2 separate regions of the Zea mays genome follow, and region 2 is linked to region 1. The links are chromatin contacts, called in public Hi-C maps. All regions are on one chromosome and are shown on one strand. Each heading gives the region's core, a stretch centred on a gene start, on an enhancer-like site or on the middle of the called end of the contact. The rest is flanking DNA. Distances are from core to core; before and after follow the strand shown. Region 1 holds the start of LOC118472073 (CLP protease regulatory subunit CLPX1, mitochondrial). Region 2 holds the start of LOC103627314 (putative HLH DNA-binding domain superfamily protein).

Region 1 (5,403 bases), core at 664-3,163:
AATTAGATGAAATGACAGTTCAGACAGGATAGAAATTCAGATTATCCATTATTGTTTCACAGTGTTAGAATGGGGCTCACATTTTTACAACTAAACAGAAAGTCAGAGAGCTGCAGGGCTTAGCAAAGTGAAACCGCGGTGGGGAAAGTGCATGTTATGACCGGCACTCAGTATCACCGCCGCCCTAGGGCGGCAAGAGGGGCAGTAGAAGGGGCAGACGCCCAGCAGCTCTAGGCTGGATAGAGTTTGAGATAGATAAGAGCAGGAAATCAGCTAGTCAGGTTAGAAGGATAAGCGTCAATCCTAGGCCAGATAGAGTCGGTCTAGATGGATGAGGATAAGCAGAGTTTGTTTATAAAGATAAGGGATCAGTTTAGATAAGAATGGGCTGCTATATCAGCCCTATAAGATGTACTCTTAAGATCAATGAAAGCAGACAAGCAATCATTTTGCTCGGCTTCCCCTTCTCTGTGCCTACTGTTCTCCCGGCGAGTACTGTTCACGCGTGAAACAGTACCACGCCGTCTTCCACCCTCTGCACTAACCCTAGGACAACTGCGCCCAAACGCCATGGTCCAGAGCCTCGCCCTTCTCCTCATACCTTTTTAGGAGCCGCAGTTCCAACAATGCATTTCTTTGATTCTATTACAAAATGTATAGCATGGTCCGTTCCCAAATAACCATTTCAACCCCCAACCAGCATTCTATATATATTTCTTTTTCTCTAATTTAGAAAACATTTTCCATTGCAATTATACCCAGTAGCATTTAAATGGCCAATAGTCCCAACTCTAAACAAGAATTGGGTTGGAGAAAACTCTCATTTTGTTGAAACAATCAAATTCAGCTGTGTTGAAGTCCCTTAATCGATTGAAGAAGGGAAACGGGGAGATCTAATTTTCTATCTATAAAAAAAGGCTGTAAAATTCCCTCCAGCTCCAGTGACATTGGAGTCATCAGAGACTTGCCATGTCTTGCATGAGCTGACCAAAAAACAGCATCAGGATGCCAATTCTAATAACCATGAAATGAAAAGTTACCAGCGTGAACGTTGTATTTATTTCACCTTCTTGGCTCTGTCCTGCCCAATCACATACTTGTCGAGCCCCTTGCAAATCTCCTTGGGCGTGGGTAAATCCCTGCCGAGATTGGAACCACCCCAGCCCTCCTTCCCCGCACCTTCGTCGCCAGCGCCACCTCCCCCGCCGCCGCCGCTGCCGGCAACGCGGACGACGTTAAGGTTGGGGTGAAAGGGCGGGCCGGGCGGGACGTGCACGGCGACGCCGCCGCCTTCCCCGTCGTCGCGCGACGAGGAGCTGGCCCTGATAGCCTCCCAGAAGACAGGGTCCCTCTCCCTGGCCCTGGCGGCGGGGTGGTCGAGGAGGTCGGCCCGGACGCGGCCGATCTCGACGAAGGTGCCCTGGAGCGGCGCTAGTACGTGGGGGTGGAAGAAGTAGGCGCTGCGGCAATTAGGGCAGAGGTTGAGCGCCTGGTAGCCGGCGGCGGCGGCCGCGGTCGGAGGGCCCCGGTGGGAAAAGAGGATGTCCATGTGCTTGGAGCAGCGCGGGCAGTGGGCCTCCGCGCGGATACGGCGCGGCTCGGGCTCATCGGTGGAGGATGAGGAGCTGCCCCCGGAGCCCGAGGAGGACTCCCACTTGCGCCGCTCCTGGAGGCGCCGGTGCGGTGGCGGCGGCTGGGCAACCGCGCCAGCAGCCGACGCGGCGGCCGGGGAGCACTCGGCCGCGGTGAGGGTGGAGGCGGCGCGCGTGGCGGCGTTGGCGAGGCGACGCCACCGGAGGAGGCCGGACATGGTGGCGGGTGCGGATGGATTGGCGGAGTGGAGAGAAAGAGAGAGTGACCTCTCCGTGGGGTTGTGTGTGTGAGTAGAGAAGCCCATACGGGCTGCCAGGTGCGGTCCGTCCTGGATCCGGTGAAGCCCGGTCTATTTTGAGATTGGCCGGATATGTACGTAGTGCTGGGAATCTGGGCCGGGCTTTTCGGGCCAGCACGAGCACGGCCCGAAAATAAGAACCCAAAGCACGGCCCGGCACGAAATAATATGGGCCGGGCTAGCCCGGCCCGAAGGCGGGCCTGAGCCGGGCCTCAAATTCCGACCCGTCGGGCCCCCAGCACGGCACGCATAGATGGGCCGGGCTTGGGCCGGCACGGCCCAATTCAGCCCAAACTGTTTAATCTCTTTAATTTAGTAAGATATTGAGTTTATATTGTTGTTATATTTAGAGTTTATGTGGTTAAATAATGCTATAATTGTTTAATATCTTTAATTTAGTAAGATATGAACTTTATATGGTTATAATATTTTGATTTTATGTGGTCAAATATACGGGCCGGGCTTGGGCCGGCACGGCCCAACGAAGGCACGGCGTGGTTTAGGGCCGGGCTGGGCCACTGTTTTTACACTTCGGGCTGGCACGGCACGGCCCAAAAATTGTTTGGGCTTTCTTGGCCCGAACCCGTTTGGCACGAAGCACGATGGGCTTGGGCCGAGCCGGCCCGGCACGGCCCAATTCCCAGCACTATATGTACGGTTAGAAAATTAGGTCACTCTTTTAAAGTCTGCGAGCTCGTTTCTCTGTCCGAGTTTAGTCCGTTGTTTATCTAAATGGGTCGGGCCAGTCCGATAAACACAGAAAAAGCGGTCGAAAACGGGCTATGCGGACCGGTAAGCACGGTTTAGTGTAAAAAAGCGGGTTTGGTGGGTTTAGAGCCAAACGGGTCGTGTCGGGCTAGCTCGTCGGGCTTAGTTTCGTGTCCGGGCCCGCCCCGCTTGTCCATGTCGGGCCGGCCTGAGCACGTATAAAAACGGGTCGGACCGGGCTCGTACCGGGCTAAATAAAGGTTCTTTGGACCGAGCTTTCGGGCTTCGGACTTTCTATACATCTATATGTGTGGGAAGTGAAATTTGGAGTTGTTTTCCTGACTTCTGCTGGTGCAGTGCTCCATACAACGTAGTATGCTCAGACCAAACCGTTCGAGCCTAAAAAACCACCCCGGTTCCGATAAACCGGCAATTTACCGGTAAAACCGGCCGATTTGGCCAAACCAAATTAAATTTAATTTCGTGTCGGTTTAACGATGGAAAATCGACAATAAATCGCCCTAAGTAGTTGGTTTTCCAAAAAAACGAACTATTTTTGGTGTTTTTTTCAAACAAAAGATAATTTTTGACATGATTTATTTGTAATTTGCGCAATTCACGTTGCACAGTAAATATTAATTGATCCACATGATATGTGTTCACTAAAATAACATACAACATGCATATGCAACCACAAACTCTAGTTCTCATGCAACAAACAACCAACGAACTTTGCAATTCTCAAATACAAATTCTTTTACAGCTCTCCAACGACACATAAGTCGACTTGTTTCATAATACTCACATGTTCAGCTCGAGTTATAGTGATAGTACACAGGCATGTTGAAAGGATCGTGATATGGTTCCAATTCGTCATAGTGATAATTCTATATAAAAGATATGAGATACATTAGCCAGAAAACAAGAACGGCAAATAAATACTTATCGACGTCGACGAAGCAAAAATAGCATACTGGTGCAGGAGGAACTTGTCCATACCCATAATATGGTCCTGGTGGATAAATATATGACAAATTTGAATATGATGGTGGAGGGGTCCACACCCATACATGATCGATGGTGATACTTCGTCTAGTGGTCCCTGGCCCGGTTGCTATTGCCATGCATAAGGGTTATAGATCGAGTCTTGTCTAGGCGGATAGTTAGATAACAAGATTTACTTGAGCTACGGATTCCATCTTGGACAGGAAACGAAATCGGACGACGTCGACCGCTTTTTGTCTCCCGTTGTGAATGAGGTGCATCATGGTAAGAATCTTGTATGGCATGGTTGAACCGACTTCCTTCAGTGGACCTCCGATCTTCTACACCACTCCCTCCTGCACCATATAATCTAGCATCACCATGGCTGCCATCATCACCTGCACTAGGGTCGATTGTGATATCATAACTGTCTTCATCCTCTTCTTTCTCTTCGATTTGATTGGTGATTTTGACTCTTTTCCTTTCCTATATGATGGACCAAGCCTTGTCTTCCGCTTGCCAAGGTGGGTGTCGACTAGCATCTATTCTCAGTTGCCTTGGTTCAGAGGCTTGAGCAAGATTGTAGTCTCTAACACGCTCATGTACTTGTTCCATACTTCTTCACATCATCCTATCAAAGTGGCCCTCGAGATACCCTATGGACTAGAGGATCCAGATCCACCACCCCAATCATACCTTGCACCGGCCCTCTAGATAAATTCGTGATCCACACGCGACTTATGTAGAGCTGCCTAAAGTTCATTCTCATACTCGTCGTCATTTGATTCACCAAAATGGGTTCGTGCTGCCTCATTTGCCCTTAGCTGCTGCGTGAACCTAGACATCTTGTTTTCATTTGTCTTATCTATGTCAAGCTTAAAGTATGCCTATGTCTAGAGGAACATAGGGACATTTTTTTACATTCTTCCATCTATGCGTGAGATGCTCCTTCAATCGGGTACCACCCCCTCCACTCTTTATTTCTCCACAATACTTGCACTTAAAACATGCGTCAACCTTCTCTCAATGGAACCAGACTCTATCTTTTTTTTCTCTTTTTCTTTCTCTATCTTTATCTTCATGCGACATGTCTCCTACAAATGTGGCAAAAGTAATACAAGTATGCAACGCATTAGTAGCAAATAATATTACCAGCTACATATATAACTAAATACTAACAATACTAACATGTATAACTCAATACTAACATATATAACTCAATATTAACAATACTAGCTAACATATATAGCTAGTAACTACACATTAGCAATAATAATATATAACTAGCATCTAACAGTAAATCATCTTCACATGTAGCATCTAACATACACAAATCTACAAATCTGAAACATGTTATTGAGACTAAATCTAAAACCCTAAACATCATGAAACTAAATATGTGGTTTCAGATATTCACTGGATATGACAGACACAATTATTTTCAATAATTCAATAGAATAACTAATCAAATTCTTTCCAATTCACCATCATACATAATTAAAACTTAACTAGGTATATGCCCGTGCGTTGCGACGGGAGTAAATTTTTTGTATGAAATATAGAAACGGAACGACAAATATCACTATGATATGCAAAATATCATCGTAACACTGATGTGTGTTGCTACGGTTTCCAAAAATAACTATAAGTATCACATCTTTGATGATGTTGTGACATAGATATAGAGATTAACCTGATACAGCTTGTCAAGACATCAACAAATGCATCTGATGTTAGTAGACACTTAGATCCCTCACATATCTCGAGGCAGGTGGCGGCCGAGATATGTTAGTAGACGCGGATGAGACCAGGGTTATCGA
Region 2 (5,255 bases), core at 1,407-3,906, 270 kb before region 1:
CTATTTCTGATAATTGTTCCATGACACAATGTTTAATAGTCTATGCATCCATGCAGCATTTAGAAATGCTAGATCTTGATAGCGAGACAATGTTCTTTGATATTTTTAAAAGGTCATTGAGGTAATCAGGAGGTCTGGAGGGATGTCGTTATGCTTACCATACAATTAAAATTGGTCCACTAAATCCATTGTTTTGTTTATAACTCTTGTTGTCCTGTAAATCTAAAACCTGAGGCGATAGATTATTCTACCAAGGTAGTAGCTGTAGGCCGTTGCTTTGAATCAGATTTTGTTATGGCTGCAAGTGAATATTTTAACCAGGTGGTCAGATAAACTAGATTGCAGTGGTCTCTATTACGCTTCATGTACAACCACTAAGGTCCTTAGCCTTGTTGTATTTTCTTTTTTTAAGTGCCGCATGAATATGATGTACTTAGCCTTGTTATATTTGGCATGACAACTGACAGCCTCTCCATTTAACCTGGTTAGACTAGATTTGTAGGGCCATAAGCCGCTATGACAGGAACATGAGAACTCTGTACCTGCGGTTTAATCTTCTCTGTGGAATTCTAAACTATTTGAGGACAGAATAGTGTGGATCTCTCTTTGGGTGTTGAAGTCCTTGTTAATGCTGTTAATACCAAATGAATCAGATAACGATTGACATACAAGACTGGTATGCATATACGATGAAGCATATGTGTGTGCATACAGATTTGAGATTTCTATCAAGCAAGAAATTTAAGTGCTCATTTCATTATTTTCAGCATATAGCTGCTTCCAGACGTGCGACGAACAATGTGTCAAGCTTTTTCTAGACTATGGAGCTAATCCAAATGCTATAAGTACACATAAAACTAGAACTGTGATACATTCTTGCCACCAAAAATAATATTGAAATACAAATTTGACACAATATTAAATTGGGCACTATTCAACCTGTAGCGGCCACATATATTTTAGTTTGTTTCGGACAGGATTTTTTTAGAATACTTGATTGGACTGAAACTCATCAGCGTGTCCTAGATTTTTGAATGTTAAATGTTGCAGGCATTTTATCATGACCTGTGCACACAGATCACATACGGACTTCCCACAAAGAAGTAGCGCAAAAGAAATAAGATGAACAAACCTTATGTTCTCCTCTGATGGATACTGCATCATAGCAAGGCCCCGATGTAAATGTCTCCCTTCCAGTAAGTGCTCCTTCCGAGATTACTCAGTTAATAGTTTAGCTCCACTTCAGATTCTAAATCTAACTGATCACAGATATGACGAACCGTTTCAGCTCCGTAAATTAAGTTAGAAGAGGGAAGGTTTATTTAAATTCTATTGGTTTAGTGACTTATTATGATCCTAAACTTAACAGCTTTGTCTAACAAATCAACAACACAATTGTAGTGCTTCTTTTCAGGTTCCAGCCCGTAACTTTTGTTTGTTGCATTGAGGGATCTCAGTTGGAGCTCAATTTCCCCCGCGTGTCAGTAAGCGGTGAATACACAAATGAATGCAACATTAGTCTTGCTTTAGCCAGACACTACTGCACGTATCCTCAAACTGAACAAACACTTACACAAGTTGAACAACATATTTACTCAGTGTTATGGTCTGAAGAACCTATAAGTTCAACAACTACAGGCAGAAATACAGGTAAGAAAAATGATGTCCATTTTGACATGTGTTGACATGCTTAGAATGTAAGGCCTTGCGACTGAAAATCATATGTTTTTTTCCTATTAAGGCATCATCGTTTAACAATTTCTGATTGTTCTAGTATGTAAGCTGCAGCTAATGATCCATAGTTGCTTAAAACAACTTTTTTCATGTGAGAATGTTAGAATTGATATATCTATCATTGATTAAAATGAACTATACATCCAACTTTAAAAAGTTCAAACAGGTGATGCTTCCATTACTTTTAGCACAAGTTAATGATACAATTTATTACAACAAATATATCTACTGTCATTCAAAAAAGACTTACAAACTAGCTCAAGCGCGCCCAAGGGCGCGCCCCATACACTAGTGAGATTCTATTGGAGTACGTTTTTATGAACTCCACTGGACTGGATACTTCACCAAAATAACTTGAGCTCTATCCGACAGAACAGCTCGTGCGGCTGAAGAATAAAAAATAACTAGTACAATGCGTGTGCGCTGCGACGACACACAATCATATTTGATACCTATAAAAATTTTAATATCAAAGTAAATATATGGTCCATACATCAGATATTTACCCTGATAAAACAAATACTACAATTTATCTTAGCCGAAAGAAAAAAAAAGTATGAGTTAAAAAGAGCCCAAATCCATTTTTTATAGCTCCCTCGTAGAATGAAATTTAAAATAAGAGATGAGACTAGAGATATGATGAATACCGATGCAAATAAAATGAAGGAGCGATAGGAAGGGCTAATCCCACGCACACATAATGAGACAATAACTCCATGGACATTACTTTGCATGAACTAAATTTGTTGTTACAAAACTAATGTGATTGAGCAGTAACCGTTCGTGATCACGGATTCACGGTGGTCATCATGGCCCCCATCATCGTCAGTACCGTATTTTCAGAAGGAGGAAAAACTAGCCGGGGACCTCCTGGGCGGGGGGGCGAGTATATAACCACCACCTGCCTGCCCACACTTGTCACGCGAAGCGAAGGCACGTACTACTGACGCGCACAAAGATACACACACGCACGCAGGCAGGCACAAGAAACAAAACCGCGCCTCTCCCCCTCGTCCGTTCCGATCCCCAGCGGAAAGCGGAGCCAGGACCGGGAGCTGAAGCGGTTGTCTTCCCCCCCTCGTCTCCGTCAACTGGTGAGCTCCCTCCTCCACCTCCTCTCCCTGCTCTTTGATCTCGCCCTCGCTTCTTCCTCCCCAGCCGGCCATCAGTTCCGGCGACTGCTTCCTTCGTTCGTCCCCGCCGCCGCCGCCGCCGCTGGACTCTTTCCGAATTGCTCTGTCTATCCTGTGCCGTGGATCGAGTTGCTTCCGGAGGCGACGCGGTGATGTTCTGCTCGTGCGCGCGATGCAGCTGGGAGCACTGCTTTCTCGACTCTGTTTCTCCTTGCACTGATTCAGTGAGTGATTCCGTCGTCCATCTTCACTGTCTTGTTGACGGCTCCTTGAATTCCGTCATTTTCTTTACGCAGCAGTACTTTGTTCAGATCATCGGTTTGAGTTATTACAAAGCTTAGTAGAGAGTAGTGGTGGGGATCTCAGAGATTTTTCTCAGGGGAGGGGAGGGGAAGGGCGACCAGACCATCCAGTTCTAAATGCGGTTGTCAGTCGGATCAGGGAAAACCAGCAGAGTTTTCAGCTTTTCTTTAGTCCCTTCCGATGTGCTGGTTGACCATATCAGGCCACATGTTCCGCAGCGCTTGCATTTTACAGACACCTGATCTATCCGTTGTAGAAGTGGCTGCCGCCTGCATGACTGGCCATTTGGCCTTCTGCCTCCCTCTCCTCACTCACAGGAGCCACCGTTGTGTTATCTCGCTGACACGAGCCATCTGAATTCCTGAACCTTCAAAGTCTGTTCCACGACCACAATTTCTTCTTCTTCTTTTTTTACAGGCACCCCCACAAGCCAGCAAGATGGACGGGTTCGTGGACCCCTTCGTCCCGGAACAGGCATGGCCGCAGGACGCCATGTTCATCGGCTCATCCTGGCCATGCGCCGGCGCCGGCGCCACTTCCCTCGCCGACCCTGCAGGGACGTACGCGTACCTGGGAGCTCAGGCTGCACCAGGCCAAGGCGCAGGCTTTCACCTCCAAGACGGCTCCTCCACGGCGCTCGTGCCGCCCTTGGAGCTGCACCAGCAGTTCCTGAGCGCGCACCTGCCGGGCGACGACGTGACCGTGACCCAGGAGGAGGGCCTCGGCTTCGAGGTGAACAGCGCGCTGGTGGCCGGCATGCTGGGCCCGGTCCTGAGCGCGCCCTGCGCGGTATCGCTCGCCGACAGCGCGCCGGTGGTGTGCAGCTCCTCCAACGACAGCAGCGGCGGGAGCGAGCAGTCCGGCCTGCCGCCGCCGCCGCGGTTCCTAGTCCTGGGAGAGCAGCCCGCGTCGTGGCCTTCCGCGTTCCCGCGGATCTCGTCGCTGGCCGGGGAAGAGACTTCGCGGAGCTTCGGTTTCGGCGCGGTTAGCGACAACGATCTCGTCCGTGGATCCTCCTGTGTCGCGGACGTGAACAAGTATCCACAGATAGGCAATGCGCGGCTACATGTAGAGGTGGTGGACCTTGAGATTGTTTTTTTTTCCCCGCTCAATCACGTCTCGTGTTTCTCTGCTCATACGATATGCTTGCAGGATGACGTTGAGTTCAACACTGGAAAGATGCTGTCGTTCGCTCCTGGCCTTGACTTTGGCGATCTGCAGCTCAGCCAAAAGGTCAGAATCAGACGCCTGCTCTCTTCTGCTTGTCTTTTTTGCTCGCCCGTCTGCCATATGTAATGACGGAACAGAAGCACGGTGGTTATTGGACTTGGACAGCAGCACTACCATCTGAATAAAAGGTGTACAGTAAGCTGACGGTGTCGGCACAGGCTGAGAGTGTACCGTGAGTGACGCGCTTGTTCGCCTAACCTGATCGCGACCCCTGCAGGAACTCAGCGGTCTGCGTCACCTGAACTCTGGGCAGCAGCTCTCGTCGTTTGATGCAACGCGTAATCCTGAACAGGTTTCTGACGTTCTGTGGTTGCTGTTTAGACTAGACCCCCCTTGGTGGCAGGGTTTGAATCGATTGTGCTCCTCCGCTTGATGTGCAGTCGTCTAACGAGGCCAGCGGCGGCGGAACTGGGTTGAATGCGCCGCCGTTCATGGTTCCGGCCAATGGGGCTGCTGGGAATGGAGCTCCTAAGCCGCGCGTCAGGGCTCGCCGGGGCCAGGCAACTGATCCACACAGCATTGCGGAGAGGGTGCGTGAGCCCTTTGTTTCTTTGTCTGAAACTCAAAACTCTGCATCGATTCTGGGACTGAGTTCTGAACGTAGTAACAGTGTGCTCTGTTGGTCATGTGTCTGGCAGCTCCGAAGGGAGAAGATCTCTGACAGGATGAAGAATCTACAGGAGCTCGTTCCGAACTCCAACAGGGTACTGTACTCGATTGCACATGCTGTGCTCTTTCTTGTCAAATAGCGATCGACTACGGGGCATCAGTTTGTGAAACCCTGCATTTCTGCTGTGCTGCAGACTGACAAGGCATCCATGCTTGACGAGATCATCGAATACGTCAAATTTCTCC

Evidence for each region. Hi-C and Micro-C count contacts between places; a contact is called where the count stands out from the background.
Region 2: a contact with region 1 is called in a Hi-C map of tassel, with 2.1 times the contacts expected there. The contact joins the promoter of LOC103627314 here to the promoter of LOC118472073 in region 1. A contact is called at or near these places in 3 of 25 Hi-C or Micro-C datasets (endosperm, leaf and tassel).

Annotation. Positions count from the first base shown.
Region 1 is chr5:177,995,814-178,001,216 of Zm-B73-REFERENCE-NAM-5.0, reverse strand. It overlaps LOC118472073 (CLP protease regulatory subunit CLPX1, mitochondrial), which reads right to left and starts at 1,913. Exons shown (of 15, transcript XM_035959203.1): 1 at 1,067-1,913. The coding sequence starts at 1,897.
Region 2 is chr5:178,270,796-178,276,050 of Zm-B73-REFERENCE-NAM-5.0, reverse strand. It overlaps LOC103627314 (putative HLH DNA-binding domain superfamily protein), which reads left to right and starts at 2,656. Exons shown (of 9, transcript XM_008647619.3): 1 at 2,656-3,091; 2 at 3,588-4,244; 3 at 4,323-4,403; 4 at 4,618-4,692; 5 at 4,781-4,930; 6 at 5,039-5,104; 7 at 5,204-5,255. The coding sequence starts at 3,020.